2 separate regions of the Sus scrofa genome follow, and region 1 is linked to region 2. A link is a contact called in public Hi-C data. All regions are on one chromosome and are shown on one strand. Each heading gives the region's core, a stretch centred on a gene start, on an enhancer-like site or on the middle of the called end of the contact. The rest is flanking DNA. Distances are from core to core; before and after follow the strand shown.

Region 1 (5,269 bases), core at 1,935-4,434, 34 kb after region 2:
AGCCAGGATGTGGAAATACCCTAAATGTCCAGTGACAGATGAATAGATAAAGAAAATATAGTATATACATACGAAGAAATACTGGTCAGCCTTGAAAAAGAAGGAAATTCTCCAATATCTGACAACATGGATAAGCCATGACAATATTTTACTAAAGTGAAATAAGCCGGTCACAGAAAGACAAATAACTGCTGCATGACTCCTCTCATATGAGTTATCTAAAATAGTCAAATTCATAGAATCAGAGTAGAATGTTGGTTGCCAGGGGTAGGGGGAGAAGAAAATAGAGAATTACCAGTCAAAGACAGGAAATTTCAATTAAGCAAGATAAGTAAGCTCTAGAGATTGCTATATGACCTCGTTCTTATAGTCAATGATAATATCATTGTACACTTACAGTTTTGTTAGGAAGGTGGATTTAACATTAAGAGTTTTTGCCACAATAATGGTTTTTTTATAAGGTCCACACCCAAGGCATATGGATATTCCTGGGCTAGGGGTTGAATTGGAGCTGCAGCTGCTGGTCTATGCCACAGCAATACCAGATCCAAGCCGCATCTATGACCTGTGACCTATGCCACAGCTTTCAGCAACGCCAGACCCTTAACTGAGCCAGGCTAGGAATCAAACCCTCATCCTCTTGGATACTATGTCAGGTTCTTAACCCAGTGAGCCACAATGGGAACTCCAAATATTTTTAAAAATAAATTTTAAGAAATCTAAAAACTCCAGATATGAGAACAAAAACTTAGAATAATATTTTTGAGAATAGAACCAACTTTCCTCAAATTATCTTGTGTCATTTAAAAATACAAATTCTAGATTCCATTCTCAACTTGGTGGAATCTGAATCCTTTTTTGGAAGAGAGACGACCTAGAATCCACATTTTAAACAAGCTCCCTTGGGAATTCACATCTGTGAGGAAACCTGAAAACCACTGCCTGGGGGGATACAACTGGCTCTCCTCTCGCTCTAGTCCATTTCTAGTCTAATCAAGTCTTTTGCTTATTTTTCTTTTCCTGTGGCATATGGAAGTTCCCAGGCCAGGGGCCAAATTGGAGCTGCAGCTGCTGGCCTTCTCCACAGCCACAGCAATGCCAAATTCAAGCTACATCTTTGACCTATGCTGTAGCTTGCTGCAACACTGGATCCTTAACCCACTGAGTGAGGCCAGGGATCGAACCCGCATCCTGAGAGACTTCATCAGGTCCTTAATGTGCTGAGCCACAGTGGGAAATCTATTTTCCATTTTTTTCTTTTCTTTTGTTAATGGGAACTCTCAAATTAACTCCTTCCTTTCCACTTCCACAGCTGACCACTAGGTCAGGGTTCCATCTTCACCACTGGTTGATTTCTGTGCCTCCAATCTCCTATGCCAACTCACTTATATATCACTGTCAGATCAATCTGCTCCCAAATGCTGTTTAGCATGCCTTTCCCTAAAACTCTGCAATGACTTCCTACTGTTCAACCAGATGCATCCTAAATTCCAGCCAGAAACAGTCCATACACCTTAATCAAGCTTTTTCTCTAGTACTTTCCATCTCCACATGAGATCATTACAAAGTTGCATATCTAGACACTACTTGAGTTCTCTTCAGAAATAAGACATTTGGAAGGCTCATATGAAAAAAGGCCACATAAAGTTTTTTCCATCTTCTATACTCATTTCCTAGGTTATCATCTTTTCACTGCTTTAGTGATAGTTAAAAAAAAAAAATTTTTTCCACAAAGAAATGTAATCCTTTTGGAAAAGAATAGGTTGTTAGAAAGCCAAACATTCCCCAAGTCTGAAGTTCAAATGCATCTATAGCTGCTGTCTTGTCACTCTCTGTCCAGTCCAGCTTCTATGCTTTTGCTTGGGCTCTTCCCCCTACCTGCAACAACTGTCCTCTCCTTTCTGGTTTAATGAATCCCTTCCTGACTATCCTAGGCCTCAAGTATCTTTCTCCTCCCGAGAACATCTGTAGCACTGACTCAAAAGGCCATTAATAACACAGCAATTCACTTCATACGATAATTTCTCTTTTAATGTACAGAATTATCTGCAACTCATAAGGTCTGGTGGTTCCTTAGTCACAATTTAACACAAAACATTTTCCTGAATGGTCCAGGCCAAGAGCTGTAGAGAGAGATTCTACTCTTTCCTTGGGTTAGCCTTGATGTGAAATGAATTGCTGTCTCCAGAGAATAAGTATATGCCAGTTGAATGGGGCCCAGGGTCCTCATCTCTTACAGATATTGAAGGGAAGAAGGCCCCAGTAGTTTATTCTCACCCAACCCATTTGGCTCCTCGTCCTCCCTCTCTCAAGACTCAGGGAGTTCCTCGAGTTTTCTTGCTCCCGCCCAGGCAAGGGGGGCTCGTGTCCAGTTGAGGGTTCTCTCTCCACTGGGCAGGGGTGCGCGCCTGTATGGCCAGGGCATGGACCGGCCCAGCCAGTTCTTCGGACAGCGCCGTGTGGACCAGCCGATGCCGTTGTAGGGGGCTCAATCCCTCGAAGCGAGAGCTCACCACAGCCACGCGGAAATGCGTCTCACTGCCTGGTGGGACTGCGTGGCCACCGCTCTCATTACGCAGCTCCAGCACCTCGGGGTTCAGGGCCTGTTCCAGCTTCATGCGAATGGCGGCCTCGACGGGACCGATGGTCCCTGCTCCCGTGCTGCTCCGGGACAGACAGACGCGCCCGGCCATGGAGAACAGGCGTCCGACCAGCTGCCCACTCAGCATCGGCTAAAGCAGAGACAAGGACAGGAGCAGTGAGGGGTCAGGGCCTCTCGCTTGGTGAGAGATCAGTCTCTCAACTATCCCAGCCCCGGCCTCGGCTCCAGCTGGGAGCCCGCCGCCCCGCGGGACAGTGAAACGGGAGCCACCGCCCCTTTCCTCAGTGTGACGTGGGGGAAATCTGGCCTCCCGCCTTGGGCAGCGAATGGGCGACTGTAGAGTACACAGGGCCAGAAGTGAGGCATGTTCTTTACTAAGGTGATTCGCAAAGAATAAGATGGAGGTTGCAAGAGTAGGGTATGTGCAACTCTGGGCTTTTGGTTGAGCAGTGTCTCTGTGTCCCCTCTGAACCCCAGGCTGGGCCCCTTCTACCTTGCACTCAGGCTTGAATACCGCAGTTCCGACTCCCGGAAGGAACGGCTGAGGGTCAGAGCCAAAAGCAAATCTCGCGTCCTGAGGCACGCTGGGAAATGCAGTCTCCGCTACGCGATACCCGGCAGGTGCTATTCGATGCCCCGAGGGCTTCTGGGAACTGTAGTCTCTACTTCGCCCGATTTGTGAGGTCGTCAGAGGTTGTGAACCCGAGGAATTGCAAAGAAAACGGAAATTCCTGAGCAATTGGGATTGAGATTTTTCAATTCATTTTATTTCCAATAGGTCTTGTAGATCAGCTAGCCCAACATCTTTATTTTCCATATATTGTGGAAATCTATTTCATTTATTGAATACATAATTATTTTGCATCGGACCAGTCCCGGAGGGTGGAGAGGTAAGACAGGCCCTGTCTGTCCTCGGGCAGTTGATGGAACACTGGAGAAGATGGACAAGTTAGCGGACAGTTGTAATGCCATGTGCCAAGGGCTGTAATAAGGCCAAGAACAGGATGCTAGAGCGGCATATTGTCGAGGCTTGGGGGAGCAGAGGAAACTTAGAGGAAGAGTTTAGAAGAGACACAAAACCCCATTCTCAATTCTTCATAGGGGGGTAGCTGCATGCGCAAAGGCCTAGAGGAGAAAGAACTTTGGTGGGATGGGGGTGAGGGTGGGGGTGGAGGTGTTCCTTTCGGTGTAGTTAGGTATGGTTGGACCCCACGGGGCCAAGATGATGATGATGGGAAGCTGAGGGAGTGTGTAGGCCTGTGGGGGGAAGAGGCAGGAAATCATGCTGAGCCTTGTAGGCTTCCTGAGGTAGTTTTGCCTTTATCCTAGGAGCTGTGGAAGCCAGGGAAGGCTTTAAACAGGGAAGCTCCCGACGTGGCGCAGCGGAAACTAACCGACTAGGAACCATGAGGTTTCGGGTTCGATCCTTAGCCTCACTCAGTGGGTTAAAGATCTGGCGTTGCTGTGGCTGTGGTGTAGGCCGGCGGCTACAGCTCCGATTAGATCCCTAGACTGGGAACCTCCATATGCCGCAGGTGCAGCCCTAAAAAGACAAAAGACAAACAATAAATAAATAAATACAATAAAAACAGGGATACTAACAGGATAAGATTTTTCCCAGATGACATGTAATTTGTCAATTCAGTCTATATTTTAGATTTCTCCATACTTTTTTTTTTTTGACTGCATCAGAAATTCCCAGACTAGAGATGGAACCTGCCCCACAGCAGCTACCAGAGCCACAGTAGCGACAATGCTGGATCCTTAACCCACTGTGCCGCTAGGGAATTCCTCCAACTTCTAATTTTGAAAAATTTCAAACCTGCAGAAAAGTTGAATAGTATAAAGAAATATCATCTACCTTTCACCATTTTTTACATGTGTATATTATTATATGCTTGTACATATATACATTTATATTTAAGGGTTTTTTTGTTTTGTTTTGTTTTTGTTTTTTGCTACACCCTTGGCACCTGGAAGTTCCTGGGCCAGTTATCCAATCCATGCCACAGTAGCCACTCGAATGGTGGCTGCAATGATGCCAGATCCTTAACCTGCTGTACCATAAGAGAACTCCTAAGTTGTTTATGTGTATCTATATACTTAAAAATGTGTTTATATACTTTATTTGAAAATAAGTTGCAGATGGCATGACATTTCACCCCCAGGTACTCCAATACATATCTCCTAAGAACAAGGATATTCTTCTGTATATCAATATAAACACAATACCCTTATCGCACTTAAAAATTTTAACATAATGTCAACTGCAAGGTTGTACAATATGCACCCCATTTATCCTTTGCTTAGATTTACTGACAATGTTTTGCCAGACTTGCTTTTTAATCTCTCTTTGTGTGTATATAATAAAAATAAAAATTGTTATCATTTTTGCTGAACCATTTGAGAGTTGCAAAACTCTTTACATTTCATTGCTATATACTTTAGCATATATTGCCTAAGACAAGGATATTTTCCTACATACCCACAATACCATTACCACACCTAAAACATTTACTATTTATACAATTTTATTATCTAATATACAATTATCTAATAATACAGTTTTATTATCTAATTATTATCTAATTATTTTATTATCTATTATCTAATTATCTAATATACAAATATCCCCAGTTGTCTCATTAGTGTATTTTGTAACTATTT
Region 2 (4,845 bases), core at 1,574-4,073:
AGTGAAGTCTGTGGTGGGGAAAGTGGGGAGGCTGTTGCTCATTTCCAGGCCTAGACTTTCACCCTGATTCTTAGAGAAGAGAGTTTCATGATTTCTCTCTACACCTGGGAGAAAAATGGTATATTTTGTTTGTTTAACCATCCTTTTTCTTGTTTCCTCTATCTAGATCAACACCTATACACAAGTCTATACTGCAGGCTACTCCCAGCCCCCCGCTGGGAACTCTATAAACCCGCAGCTGTCTGTCTGGGACTGGGATTTACGCTATAGCAATGAACAGATACTACAATTCCATAATCCTGGCTATGACCCGGAACACTGCCCAGATTCTTGGCTCCCTAGACAGCAGGTAAAGTGTCTAAAGTTCCTAAATTCCTTCGACTTTCTCACAGGCTCATCCTACTAACGGGGAGAAGTGGAAAGACAGTGAGTTCCTCACTCTTTTTCTGTAACTGTCACATACAGTCCCTGACTGTCCTTAGGAAGACAGAAATCCTTCACGAAAGGCATCTTTTCTATCCTTCTCATCTTTATTACTCTTCCTATCTCACGCATACATTTTTATGTCTCCCTAAATCAGCTTTCATCAATCCTGAGGCCTAGTTTGTAGCCTAATGAGACTGAATAAAGAGTTCTCGGGGGAGGCTTATGGTTTGCTCACTCATGCAGTGTTGAGTGGATGGCAGATGGACATTCCTTCCTGACCCAGTTTGGGGAAACTGGGGTCATCAAGTTTCTAGGTTGCCAGTTGATTTTCCTTTCCTCCTTAGCCAAGCTTCATGGTTCCTGGACCCCCTACTTCTGTGTGGCTCTTCTCTAGAGGGGCTTTGACCCCCCTGAATCAGCTGTGTCCTTGGCGGGACAGTCCCTCTCTGCTGGCAGTCTCTTCCCGCTGGCTCCCTCGACCGGCTAGCTCCTCTGAAAGCCTGGCTGATCAGGAGTGGGGACTCCCCTCACATTGGGGAGCTTGCCCTTTACCCTCAGGACTACTGCTGCCTGGATATCTGGGACCCCAGATCAGGCTCTGGAGACGCTGCTACCTGAGGGGAAGGCCTGAGGTCCAGGTAAGAAGGCAAGACAGTGACTGGGAGTGGGAGAAGGGGCTTGACTGCTGACCCAAATGTCCTAGAAGAAACCAGATGTTTCCAGAAGTTGGAAAGGCAGTGGGCTGGGGATTGGGAAGTGAGGTACCATTCCTGTTGGGATCAAAGTGGAGAGGTATGGGAGTGTGGGGGAAATGCTTGTGGCTTATATCAAGTGGAACCTAAGGCATAGTTGGAGTAGGAAAGAATTAAGGATGCCAGAAGTAGCAGACAGAACTTAGAAGCAGAGCTAGAGCTGCAATAATAGTCCTCTCTGCCTCTCTTCACCCCCTCCCCAGATGGGCCTCTCAGCTCCCACAATCGCTGGCCTCCAGGATGAGCTATCCCATCTTCAGGAGTTATTAAGGAAATGGACACCAAGAATATCTCCTGAGGATCACTCCAAGAAAAGAGATCCAAATACCATTCTTTCCCAATCCCACTGAAATTGCTGGCTCTCTCATGGGCGGGGCAGAGAGTGGTCTGGGGTGAGGGAGAATTCTGTCTAATCCTTCAAATCTTATCTGGTTTTACTCCCTCAGCTTTCATATGCCAGCCTTTAAACAAGCTCACTGACTTGAGTTTCCATAGCTGATAGGTGGCTAACCTTATCCAACTCTTACCCTATCCTTCTTGGTTTAAATAGTTTCTTGTGACCTGAAGAATTAAAGAAACAAAACCAACAAAACCAATCCGGAATATGATTGCCCTTTTTTCATGCATTCCAACCCTTTTGGATGGAAATTTTGGATACTGAGCTGGTAAATTGTGAGGTCAGAGAAACAATTTGTCAGTGCCAACAAGATGGCCTACAGACCTCCTTCTCACCTCCCCCTGCTGCTCCTTTGATTCCAATTTCTATTTCTTCCCTTAAAGTTTTCTCTGGGTGTGGTGTGGCTATGGGAGACACCCAGTCTTTTCCAATTGTATATTTTTGTAACGGCATTTCTATTTAAGGAGTTCATTAAATCACAGTATTTATACACACTGCTGGCATTGTTTCTTGTGTCTGAATAAAGGAACCTAGGTAAGATAGTGATGGTGTGACTCAAGAGAGGAAGATACAGACCGAATTACTGCTAAGGAAATAAGGGGATGGTTCAGGTGAAGCTCTGCAGAATTCATAGTTTGGGTTCTCCCTGTGGTGCTGATGTGGCAAAAACAGACCCAGACGTTGTTGTTGGGGCTGGGGTGTGCTCTGGGGGTTGAGACCAAAGCCTCTGGACTTCAGTGTTAACCACTCTTCAGCGCTGGTCACACACACTCCCATCTCTGAGCCTCTGGTTCCCGTCACCCCCAATGCAATACTGACTAGGCAAGCTCAACGTCACTCCAGCTCAGACATTCCGCAATCCCTTCCCTGAGGAAAAATGAAAGCCCAGGCCAGGACTATGGGGCCCCATCTGTCCAAAGGCTGCGGGCCGGGGTGGACAGCTGCCTCCACGCCTTGGGCAGAAGACCCTTCTCTGGGAATCAAAGGAGGCCACAAAATATACGAAAAATATTGTTCTCTTAGCTCCTGAATTGACATTTTTGGGAGCAGCGTGATCCTTTAACTTCAAGCACTGCCTTAGGGCGTTTGAGAGATTCCGATCCGCGTTCCCCGCCCTAACCTGTCAGAGCGGCACTTCAACACAAAACCAAAGACCGCGGAACACGGTAACACCAATCACTTCAAGTCTCAGCGGCTCCTAAAATGGCCGCGGCCGCTTCCGGCTCCTCCCCTGCATAGGCCCCGCCCACCGCCTCTACGTCCGCCTTCGCCCCGGAAGTGGAAGTAGTACTGCGGTCAGGAGGCGGTATCGCTGCCTGGAGACGGCGGGAGGTCTTTCGCCATGGCTGCTGGGCCGATCTCCGAGCGGAATCAGGGTGAGTGGAGGGCACAAGTCCGGGATGGGCCCAGGGGAGTTTGGGGGATCTCGGGTTACAGCCAGCAGTGTTTCCGCCAGGGCGGGAGATTGGAGCATCCCAAAAGGCGCTAGACCGGCCTGATGCCTGCTGGGGCGGGATGGACGGGTGCCCAGAGGCTGAGGCCTGTAGGTGTGATGTTGTCTATGTCCCATCCCCTGCTGCCTTCCCACTCACGCACACAAAAAATTACAAAGAGAATGTGCGCCAGAACTTTAAATTATATTTAAGAAGATTTTGTATTACCTGGAATGGAGGGCGGTGTAGGGGTATAAGCTAACGTCTTTTTTTTTTTTTTTTTTTTTTTTTCTTTTCTTTTTCTCTTTGCTCCAATACCCCATCTCCACCCGCAACTCCACCGCCTGGGTTCCGACTTCATGTTCCCGTCACCTCCTTATTTCCTCTCATCTCTGTCCTAACCTCCTAACCCTGTCCTCCAGATGCCACTGTGTACGTGGGGGGCCTCGATGAGAAAGTTAGCGAACCACTGCTGTGGGAACTGTTTCTCCAGGCAGGGCCAGTAGTCAACACCCACATGCCAAAGGATAGAGTCACTGGTCAGCATCAAGGTGAGTACATGGCAAGAAGTGCAGTTATTTTTCATTTAATTTATTTTTTGGTCTTTTTGTCATTTCTAGGGCCGCTCCCGCGGCATATGGAGGTTCCCAGGTTAGGGGTTGAATCGGAGCTGTAGCCACTGGCCTATGCCAGAGCCACAGCAAGGTGGGATCCGAGCGGCGTCTGCAACCTACACCACAGCTCACTGGCAACGCCGGATCCTTAACCCACTGAGCAAGGGCAGGGATCGAACCCACAACCTCATGGTTCCTAGTCGGATTCGCTAACCACTGAGCCACGACGGGAACTCCCAAGAAGTGCAGTTATGTTTTGAGGAAACAAACTGCTCCTGGAAGGTCCCGGCAGTATTCACAACTGTTTGGAATAAGCAAGCTAAAGTTTTCTTTCTCTTAAACTCAGTTTGTTTCTGGAACCATTCTCAGTTGAAGTAGGATTATTTTTTCTTGTTCTTTGTACTTTAGAAGGTGAGTTATACCTCATTTTGAATCGCTTCACTTAAGTTAACTCTTCTTTTCCATTTCCCTAGGCTATGGTTTCGTGGAGTTCTTAAGTGAGGAAGATGCTGACTATGCCATTAAGATCATGAACATGATCAAACTCTATGGGAAGCCGATACGGGTGAACAAGGCATCAGCTCACAACAAAAACCTGGATGTGGGAGCCAACATTTTCATTGGAAACCTGGACCCAGAAATTGATGAGAAGTTGCTTTATGATACTTTTAGCGCCTTTGGGGTCATCTTACAAACCCCCAAGATAATGCGGGACCCTGACACAGGCAACTCCAAAGGTTATGCCTTTATTAATTTTGCTTCATTTGATGCTTCGGATGCAGCAATTGAGGCCATGAATGGGCAGTACCTCTGTAACCGCCCAATCACTGTGTCCTATGCCTTCAAGAAGGACTCCAAGGGTGAGCGCCATGGCTCAGCAGCTGAACGACTTCTGGCAGCACAGAACCCACTCTCCCAGGCTGACCGCCCTCATCAGCTCTTTGCAGATGCCCCCCCTCCACCGTCTGCTCCAAATCCTGTGGTATCATCACTGGGGTCTGGGCTTCCTCCACCAGGTAGAGCTTTCTATTCAGAATATGTTTGTCTTAAATTGGGGGGAGGGCAGGAAGAAGGAAAAAGAACCTGGAAAGGAGGGGACATTGAGTCAGTAGGTGATGAGAAAGGGGTTGAGAGGTAATGGATGCAGTGAGAAGAACATTGTTGAATTGTTCTAGCATTTTTTTTTGTTTTTTGTCTTTTTGCCTTTTCTAGAGCCACTCCCA

The links. A called contact is a pair of places that touch in the nucleus more often than the background predicts.
Region 1: a Hi-C map of embryonic fibroblasts shows a contact between it and region 2, with 2.2 times the contacts expected there. The contact joins the promoter of BOLA1 here to the promoter of SF3B4 in region 2. A contact is called at or near these places in 2 of 5 promoter capture datasets (fetal liver and liver), 18 of 47 Hi-C or Micro-C datasets (alveolar macrophages, blood, embryonic fibroblasts and 9 more) and 2 of 2 datasets of contacts at active chromatin or transcription factors (alveolar macrophages and skeletal muscle).

Annotation. Positions count from the first base shown.
Region 1 is chr4:99,154,053-99,159,321 of Sscrofa11.1, forward strand. It overlaps BOLA1 (bolA family member 1), which reads right to left and starts at 3,185. Exons shown (of 2, transcript NM_001243396.1): 1 at 3,096-3,185; 2 at 2,007-2,732. The coding sequence starts at 2,729. The coding sequence ends at 2,316. LOC110260327 (a long non-coding RNA gene) reads left to right here and starts at 3,256. Exons shown (of 5, transcript XR_002343448.1): 1 at 3,256-3,492.
Region 2 is chr4:99,120,741-99,125,585 of Sscrofa11.1, forward strand. It overlaps SF3B4 (splicing factor 3B subunit 4), which reads left to right and starts at 2,824. Exons shown (of 6, transcript XM_001926489.5): 1 at 2,824-2,951; 2 at 3,431-3,559; 3 at 4,096-4,638. The coding sequence starts at 2,918. It overlaps MTMR11 (myotubularin related protein 11), which reads left to right. Exons shown (of 17, transcript NM_001243446.1): 15 at 167-349; 16 at 771-1,064; 17 at 1,382-2,069. The coding sequence ends at 1,528.